Regions from separate parts of the Mus musculus genome. Here region 2 is linked to region 1. The links are chromatin contacts, called in public HiCAR-type maps. All regions are on one chromosome and are shown on one strand. The core of a region is the stretch at or near the end of the contact, and the rest is flanking DNA. Distances in the headings are between cores, read along the strand shown.

Evidence for each region. HiCAR-type assays count read pairs that join an accessible place to other places.
Region 2: a HiCAR-type map of embryonic stem cells shows a contact between it and region 1, with 6 times the contacts expected there. The contact joins two enhancer-like sites. A contact is called at or near these places in 1 of 484 Hi-C or Micro-C datasets (the 3T3-L1 cell line), 1 of 115 datasets of contacts at active chromatin or transcription factors (embryonic stem cells) and 1 of 9 other capture datasets (embryonic stem cells).

Annotation. Positions count from the first base shown.
Region 1 is chr2:141,263,400-141,268,101 of GRCm38.p6, reverse strand. All of the region lies in intron 5 of Macrod2 (mono-ADP ribosylhydrolase 2), which reads right to left. Among named protein-coding and RNA genes, the nearest start is that of Gm25583, 370 kb to the left of the region's middle. Within about 2 kb of position 1,326, at least 20 of the 459 cell types and tissues checked have an H3K27ac peak or open chromatin away from gene starts, as enhancers often do. A contact at or near this core is called in embryonic stem cells, where this site is marked.
Region 2 is chr2:141,575,746-141,581,113 of GRCm38.p6, reverse strand. The region is part of intron 6 of Macrod2 (mono-ADP ribosylhydrolase 2); the gene reads right to left. Among named protein-coding and RNA genes, the nearest start is that of Gm25583, 62 kb to the left of the region's middle. Within about 2 kb of position 2,708, at least 1 of the 459 cell types and tissues checked has an H3K27ac peak or open chromatin away from gene starts, as enhancers often do. A contact at or near this core is called in embryonic stem cells, where this site is marked.

The DNA.
Region 1 (4,702 bases), core at 77-2,576:
TATTTAAATGACTACATTAGCTCATTGGAAAGTATCAAACTGATGCCTTTGCCTAATGTCAACAAAATGCCAAAGATTCTAATATGTTTTGTAAGGATGCATATATGCTGTGTCTATGTGTGTGTGTGTGTGTGAGAGAGAGAGAGAGAGAGAGAGAGAGAGAGAGAGAGAGAGAGAATGAGAATATAAGAACAAATCACAAATGTGGGTATGTTTCTATACATAATGAATATAGACTAAAATACAGCATAAATGGAGAAAGCTATCTCCACCCTGTGTTCACAACGTGCTTAATTTATCCTTAGCACATAAAGATGCCAGGTGTGATTAGTGTAAAATAAAACTCAGCAGTTTTTAGCAAGACAAGTGCCTCTCTAAACCACTCTCTGGGAAAAGGACTTAAGGGGGAGAAGGGGGAGGATAGAGACATACATTTTATTAGCTGTTCCCCCAACACCTCAGTCTATACCCTTCAGGAAATCTGTGTTAATTGAAGAGAAGTTGCTAAAATAATGTGCAGTTGGTGACATAGAAAGAGGCCAGCCTTTAAGGGATAGGAAGTCTCATCTCTAAGATGTTTTTCTCTATCCTATGTCAAAACCTACTCCTAGAAATAATGAGGGAGCAGAAGCCCGTTCTCCCCCTGAATTCTTTAGCAAAGCAGGGATAATGAGAGGACTTTTTAAGTGTCGTGGTGGGAGTGAGGCTAAGAATTTACTTTTCTAATAAAAGTCTTGTTGAAAAAGGCACAGAGTGCGGTAGATGAATTGCCACACATTAATTCTCCATATTAGAAAATAAAGAAAATCCTCTTTACCATTATCATTCAGCGCACAGGCACACTACCAAAGCTGACCAGGCAAGCGGATTTAGCAGAAAACACTATCATTATGTTCCAAAGTGGGCCACAAAGCACAAACCCCTCTCCCTCAAAAGCCTGTGAGAAAGATGGAGTGGAAACCTTCATCTAAGGAATAATTCTTTGCCACTTTTTCTCCCAGTGATATCACCAACCATTCAGAGGAGGGATAGAATCCATAATGGTCATCCCAATAGGTGTTGAATAGTGAAGGGTGGAGCCAGGAGGGGAGAAGGTGCTTCCCAGAAAAGGGTGGGAAGAGACCCTGAGGGCTACTGAGGAATAGACTCATGTGCAAATTGAGCTAGCTGACTGAGCTTCACTTGGGAGAATGGAGTAAGTGCAGAGGACCATTCATTGTCTTTTGCTCTCTTCTGGGATTAACTTGCTCTGTCTTGGGAAGAAAATTCTGACTAGAGACACTCCCTTGGGTGGGAACAGGAAGGGCTTCTCATGAGTAACCAAATGAGACAGTATTTCCTGAGTCCTCCCCTCTGAAGGTGGAGCTGCCACAGTGTCTAGACTAGTCAAGCAAGGCCTAAGGCTAATACTTTTGGTGAATCAGAGATTGCAAACAGATTCTCCTCCATGACTGGCATTTTAGAGGCCAGACAGGGAGTTGGAGACTCTAGATGAATTATAGATTCTCACCAGGAGGTCATCCATCCTGCTGATCCAAACCAGGAAAGATTAGAAAGAAGACTCTAACGCCGAGTTTTTTCTCCAGATTACACAGGGTGGCAGGAGAGAACCGACTTCCAAGAGTTGTCCTCTGAGCTCTACATGTCTGACATAAGACATAGACATACAGACTCAGACACACTCACATACACACACATACACACACACATATGAAGGCACACACACAAATGCAGGCACACACACACACATTACTACCACCACAGTATAACCACACATATACACACAAACATACACACACATGAACTAACACATATTGATACACATATTCACAAAGAAATTTATAATTTTTGAAGAAGAGGGTTCTTGCTACTATGTGTTGCCAAATGGTACTGTTTTACAGGGCCACATACTTCGTAACTCTGGGGGTACACTTCTTAGTGCTTCTATGATTATCTGTCTCTCTGTCATGACCATTTAAGAAAAATTTCCCCTTGTATTCTTGACTCTGTGAGTTTGGTAATGTTTGTTGATTTGCTGATATTTGGAGAGTGTAAGAAAGGGTAAAATGCAAATGGTGGGAGGGAAAGCTGGGTAGGAAGGAGGACCTGGTAGGCATGGTGAAACAGGGAGGGGCATGAGAATTGCTGCCCAGACTCTGACCCACTTTTACCCTTGGATACCTGTTCATGTTGGAAGCAACTATTTAAATAAACAAAGATCCCTTGGTGATAACTAGCTCAACATCTACATTACTTTACCTCCAGAGGAATAGTTTGAAATGAAGAAGGACAACATTTTTCAGTGGGTCTGAAGTGTGGCCTACACATCAGCCACGGGAACATTAGCTAGACATGCCAATCCACAGGTTGGACCCAAGCCTACCTAATCTGCCAACTGAGGGCAGGTAACAAACATCTCGGTGATTCAAAAATATGCCCAAGTCCCAAGGCAGCTTTGTTTAGGCAGACCAGGGAGAAAAAAGCCTAATAGGACAAATATATGAGATTTTTTTCAGAGTGGTTAGATAGGTTGCTTGCTGCTGAGGGTATAGGGTCTGGGCATAGAGATCATGAAAGAGTAGAAAGTAAGTAATTAGTGGGTTTTAAGTGTCTCTAAGGGAGGGTACAGAGCCAAATAAAGATAATCCTGGCTTGGACAAGACTGACTTGCCGGGACTTGTTTAGGAAATGCAAGCCTTGGTTTACCTGTTTATACTAAAGCAGGCTGTGCTGGCTGGGTTCTTTGTTCTCTTACCCATGTCTGAAGCAAACAGGACATGCAGATGAACTTCTAAAAAGGATGTGGGGGATGGGGTTCTGCATCCCTTCCTTTTATTTGTGTGTTTAAAAATCTAGATTTCTCTAGAAGATGCCTAACTGAGCCATGCCAAGAACCCTTACAATTAAAAGCCGACCATTTTCTCTTATTTGTAAGCAATCTTCCTCCATTTTTAATATCATGCATATGCAAACACATTTAAATCATATGAGCCTTTATAGCATCTGTGTGCTGGCAGAGTGGATACATAATGCCTAATATACATGTGTACTAGTAATCTGTGAAAATCAATGACTGTGTGCAACTCCAGCTTCTAAAATAGAATCTAAAGAGATCCAGTTAGTGCCAACACTACTTCATACAGTTCAGTTTAAACGGAACATGAGCTGTAGGTAAGAGTGCGTGTGAAAATATGATCAGAGAAAACTCAAAGGCAGAATCAATTAAAACTCTTGATTGGTGTTGGCAATGTCCTCCAGTAGAGGGATGGGTAAGCCCTGGCAGTCTTACAACCTCTGCTGCTTCTGGGCCTATGGTGCATATGACTCCCAGCAGCTGTGCCTCTCCCTGCTGATTATAGACCGAGTCTCCAGCTTCCTTAGAGCAATGCCCAGCAGCCTCAGCCGCTCAGAGGTGCTGTCACCACCTGCAACTGGGCCTTGGCAGGTTAGGGGGTTCTTTCTCCACACTGTCTTACCTGTCCTACTTACTATTCAATATTATAATTCAAGAACAGGCCAGGAAATAATTTGATGAAATGTGTGTTTTCTTTTCATCTCCTCTCAGTATTATACAAACACAAAGGCATTTCCAATTTCAACAAATGGGTAGGAAAACCAGTGTTTCAGAAGCTATCAAAAACAAAGCTAAGCACTTAGGGAAACTGGTGATATATATATAAGCAATATATATATATATATATATATATATATATATATATATATATATTGAATTCCAAACTTACATAATTGAATTCCAAACTGTGTATTTTTGAGTAATATGGGGTATTTTTCACATTTCTTTAAAAAATAGATTTTCCATGATCATATATTTTATTACATAACAAAATATAAATTTATATCAAACTGATTAATTTGTGACTGCTACTGCTTATATGAAAGATAAGCAAAAGTCTAAGAAAAATAGATCAGGTTAAGGAAAAATACTTACAAATAGTAGGCACTCTGGTAGAATGCACATATGTGTACACTGATCGTGTGCATACCATACCTCACTCACTCGCACTTCTCAGTCACTGTACTAACAGGAGCAAATGCCATTGGTCCAACAATACAGTGCAGACATTTCCACTTTTCCTCACACTAAACGGGATGTTATCTTTACCCTCTAATAACTGTCTCTTGCTAAAAATTTATGACTAAAAAGCAAGTCATTCATGTTTAAAGTCCAGAAGCTAAAAAGCTTAGCCCTTATCTAACTATAATGTACAATTAATATGGTTTGGTCTTCCTTCACAACTAACTACTGTCACTCTCAATTAACTTTTCTAGGAAGTTTTTCAATTAACGCTAGAGTTCAAATTAGTTAAGCACAGTAGCACAGGGTGGCACAGTAATGGGACTGCTTCCATGCTTCTTAATTTTCTTTGACAAAGGACAACAACAAAATATAATTCTACAGGGGGGATAGATTTGTTCTGTTTCATCTTTGCCACTTGTAACTCTGCCAGTTTCTCCTCAGAGGTCTAATTTCTTGGACATATTTAGAGAAGCCATTTTTATCATCCCACATCTGAATGAGATTCATTCTCTTTCTGCTTTCCACATCATACCAGCTTTCTGTTCCTCAGAAGCATTTGTAGCTGAGAAGTGAGATTACATTGCTAGAGATGTCAGAAGCAGCTCTTTGTCACCACCTGCCATGTCAAATAAACTTCCAAGGTAAAGCAGTGGGTCAGAGGGC
Region 2 (5,368 bases), core at 1,459-3,958, 310 kb before region 1:
TTGAGCTATCACTGCCACTTCACATAATCACATTCTCACATACTCCGAAAACTGGGAATAGCTCTACCTCAAGATCCAGCTACACCACTCCAGGGCACATGCCCCAAAGAAACTCCAACATCCCAACAAAGACACTTGCTCAACTATGTTCATAGCAGCTTTATTTGTAATAGCCATGGACTGGAAACAACCTAGGTGTCCATCAACTGAAGAATGGATAAAGAATGAGTGGTGACTGCAAATTGTAATACTATTCAGATGTTAAAAATCATGACATCATGATGTTTGCAGGCCAGTTTATGAATCTTGGGAATATCATCCTGCATGAGGTAGTACAGTCTCCAAAGGACCTGCACAGTAAGTACTTACTTATTCGGATATGGGTATTACCCATAAAATACAGGTACCATGCTAATTTCCACAGACCCAAAGAAGTTAAACAAGAAGGAAGGCTCAAGCAAGGATGCTTAAATCTTACTTAGAAGGGAAAAGAAAATAGTCATAAGAGGCAGATGGAGGGAAAGAACTGGAAGGGAAAGTGTATGGGGAGGGGATTGTTGGGGTCAGGAACCGGTATGGGGAGAGACAGGAAGGATAGCCAGATAGCCATGAGAATGAATGGAAATCTACATCTGAGAAGTATGGGGGGGAGGGAGCATCTCCAGGAACTGTCAAAGAGCTGGGATAAGAGAGGTACCCAAGAATCATTGAGGGTGTCCTTAGCTGTGACACACAGCATTGGAGATAAGGAACCAGATGCGGCCAACTTCTGTAGTCACTCAGGAACCCCAGTGGAGTGATTAGGGACTCCAACACACCCACAAAACTTTCAATCCAAAATTTATCCTTTATGACTACAAGAAATGCAGAGATGGGTGATGGAGTAGAGTCTGAGGGAATGGCCAACCAATAACCTGCCCAACTTGAGACCCATCTCATGGGCAAGGACCATTTTCTGATATTATTTCTTGATACTCTGTTATGCTTTCAGACAGGAGTTTAGCATGGCTGTCCTCTGTGAGGCTCCACCCAACAACTGACTCAAACAGATATAAATACCCACAGCCAAATGACAGATGGAGCTTGGGGACTCTTATGGAAGAATGGGAGGAAAGATTGCACCCCCTATCGGGATAGGAAACCACAAGCAGATCAACAGAGTGAACTAACCTGGACCCTTGGTGCCTTAGAGTCTGAACCACTAACCAAAGGACAAACACGGGCTGGACCTAGGCCTCCCTGCATATATGTAGCAGATGTGCAGTCTGGTCTTCATGTGGGTTCCAAACAACTGGAGGAGGGAGTTATCCCAAAAGTTGTTGCCTGAGTGAGGGATATGTTCTTCTAGCTGATCTGGCTTGTCTAGCCTCAGTGGAAGAGGATTCACCTAGCCTCACAGAGACTTGATGTGCTAGGGTTGGGATATATGGGAGAGGAGAGTAATGGCTACGAGAAGAATGGGGGATGAGGCAAAGAACTGTGGGGGGAGTGATTGGGAGGGAGACAGTGTGGGGGATGTAAAGTGAATTAGTAAAATAATTTTCTAAAAATGAAAGAAATGTTTCTCCAAAGAGGAACTTTCCTTTTTCTAACATTTGGCTATCAGCTCCAACACCTGTTTTACAAAGCTATATCAACATGGTTTTGGTAATGCATGGCCCAGCAGTCTATGTAGCAAGGAAGAAAAGAAGAGCAAAGGGTGTTTTTATTTTTCTAATTTTGTTATGAACTATAATATATATGTGAAATTTATCAAGACATAAATGATAGGTAACAATGTCTGGCTTCTTTTCAATGGTATTTTTTTGTTTGTATTTCTTTGATTCCTAATGAGGATGTTTTTCCCAGTGCATATTTATTGGGAAGGTGGAGACATTTGAACCAGCTACCAAGAACCAAACACTTTCACATTAAGAAGGGAAGCATGGGCTACGGTTTTAGCCTGTAGACATACATGTAACTGGAATAAGTTTTTTTTTTTTTACAACACATAGTGAGTACTTCAGAAAAGAGGGTGTGTCTCTTTAAGGAAGCCTGTGTATGACAAGAAAGGAAAAATTTTCTGGAAAATTTGGACTGGAGGTTTGAAGGTAATGGTAAGAAATCTCAGTGACTGCTGGAGGTGACTTAACAAGCCAGAATGGTACTCATCCAAGAAAGCAAAACTGTGGTCTGTGTGTGCTATGCTTGATTGAATGAAGAATTTAAAAACAAAAACATGTTTAAAATACAGAATGATAGGCTGGAAGTAATACTCACTACTTGGATTTTCACACACTTATAGACTGAAAGCAGAGAGCCTACTGTGTTACAAATACTGGAGCACTGCCTGGAGAGGTTTCTTCCCATGGACTTTTCCATCTGAACTTGATGAGTGACAAGGAAGGTCTACTATTGCCCGGGTTTCCATTTCTTCAAAAGAAGTCGAATATAAAGATTTTATATGATAACTCTTGATTTTTAAAAATAATTTATCTAATGTGTTTTTTAAACCTGATATGTCTGTGTGAGGGTGGCAGACCCTCTGGAATTGGAGTTATGGAGATTTGTGAACTGCCATTTGTGTGCTGGAAATTGAGCCAGGATCCTCTGAAAGAACTTCCAGTGCTTTTAACAAGTTTGATTTTTAAAAGCAATAGGATCTCCTGTGGTTCATTCCCTTTCTCTTGTTAATTTCTCCTCCTCTTCCACTTCCTCTTCCTTGCCACCACACCTCTTGCTACCCTTTCTCCTCTGTAACATTGTGCCACTCAAACAAGAGGTACAGGGCAAAAGGTAACCTTGTGCACCTCTTGTTTTTCCCCTTGCCTCAGAAATTAGAATTGGGACCCAGGACAACAATGTGCATTTTAGATGAGTCCTGAGGGCTACTTTTTATGCCTCTGATTCCCCTTCCCCCTACACACTTACTCATAATCATACTCAATGGTAGGAGAAGCATTATTTCTATTCCACATGCTGTGTTTGTTTGTTTGTTTGTTAGTTTTACATTGAGCATATACTTGAAGAGCTCCAAATAATTAACTTAATGTGTGCATTTGCTTAGTTGATCATTGTGTAGGCTTTTCTTCAGCAGAATTTTCCACCCTGGTGAAGAACATATGAGATAGAATATAGGGTCCCTGTAGCTTTAGAAAAAAGAAATTCTCTGTCTTCTGCAGTACATATAAATAATTACAAACCACCCTAAAACTTTCTTCATTATTAGATATATTGTTCTATAATGCCATATTGATTATAGAACCCTCATTGAGAATACATTTACGATATGCCAAAAAGCATTGCATATGAGAAATAAAGAAAGACACTCATAAGATCTGTTATCCATTTTTAAATTTCTGGTGATAGAGAATATCAAGTAATTCTGTGCAAATCTTAAAAAAGGACCTTGATCAAGATGTAGTTGAAAAATAGGTCAGAGTTTAGTTTAAGTGCAGAGAATAATTGCATAGCAATCTCCTGATGACAGGAGCATGCTGCTTCAGGAAGTGCCCCTGTCATTCAGGTAGCATCTGCCATGACATGGGTGCAGTATCCTCACTCAGCTAGATAACATGAAAGGTCCCTTCCAAGCCTGATGTTAATGCTTTTATAAAATTGAGTTCCACCAAGAAAGAAGTCTTCCTATCTAAGGTGGTGAGTTTCGTTCATAGGTCACAACATATCTTTGGGGATAGAATGATCTGTAGCCATATATTTTTCACAACATACTTTAATAAATGTTAAACCTTCCCTCTAAGCCACCACCCACCAGATATCGTGGAAAAGAAAGGTTATTAGGATACAGGGAAGTGGACCCATTTAGAAATAATTCTTTGGGGGAGATTGCAATATTCATTGTTCTCAGTCTACTAGCAAACACCGAACATGAACCAGCAGCTACAGTCTAGTCCACTTGGCAGACACCACACGCAAATCAGCAAGGGCAGTTCAATTGAGAAGAAACTGAAGGCTCTCCAATCAGGCTGAGTCTGTGGAAGCAGCAAGAAGCCACAGGAATCTCATGAGAAGTTCTTTGGTCAGTTCCTCCCTATGAAGTCAGCACAAACAAAGCCAAGCAACACAATGTAAAGCAAAGCAATACATATGTGTCATGAGAAAAAGACTATGAGGGAGAACAAAGCAAACCAATGCTCCATCTCCCCGTGTCTGTGAGGTCGATCATATTTATATTCTTTCTAAACATCATGTGTCTTGTCATGTGTTTGCTAAAGCAAAACATTCTTTCACCTGTGTCTGCTTCAGCAAAGCTTCATTATAACCTCAGTCTTCAAAGAAACAAGAAATGTTCACTTTCGCACGGGTCACCAAACACCTTAGAAAAACACAGATACTAACATTATGAATCATAACCACAGCAAAATTAGAGTTAAAGAAATAGCAACAAAAATAATTTTATGGTTGGGGTTCACCACAACATAAGAAACTGTACAAAACGGTAGTAGCCTTAGGAAAAATGAGAACTGCTGTGCTATAAGATTAGCGTAGAAGTCAGAACTGAAAAAAACGAATAGAGTAAGACCAAAAAGAAAAAATCCTTTAAAAAAAAAAACTTTTAAAACAAAATAAAATAAAACAAACAAAAAAAAACCAGTCAAACTATATGTTATCATAAACAGTCATTATGGAGGAACCCTGCTACAATATTAAGGTTAGAGTCTGCCATTGTCTGGATAGCGTTCTGAACTCAGCACAAAATGGGAGACTTCCTTTACTAGAAAGGCTTCTCCTCCTTTGACATTGTCTGGGAAGCTCGAAATCGCTACCCAGTACCTGCTACATTGTTTAGATTACAGGTTGAGCTTCCTTTCTCCAGATATGCACCTGATCAGCAAGCACCTGAGATTTCTGGAATTTCTTTCCATGCTAATGAAGCATCTCAGAACCTGAGCCTTCAGCCAATGACCTTTGTCCACCTTGAATATTCTTATCTCTTTCCCCAAAACCATATAACTCTTGATCCCACAACTCATAATTTCATATCTTTAAAATACTTCCATACTGATGGCATTCTGCTTTATAACTATAAGTGATTGCATGTCTGTGAGTGTTGAGGTGAAATGAAGTATCCCAAGTTCACAGTGAGTGGTAGCATCAGGAATGGTGGGGGGGGGGGCAGATCTTTGACTCTCTGACATGTTCTTTTCTCATGTTTCTAAATTCCCACATAGTCTAAGTCAGAAATATAAAGGCTAGTTTTGTTTATAAATCAAAATACATTGTAAAGCTGATTCTGAGTAAGTAATAAAACATACGGGAGGAGAAATGGAACAATAATTCATTAAACAGTGCCACATATTTGATCCTTTGTTGGACTTTATCAAACACCAGCTCTACATGAGGGAGACACTGACATCACCCATACTGG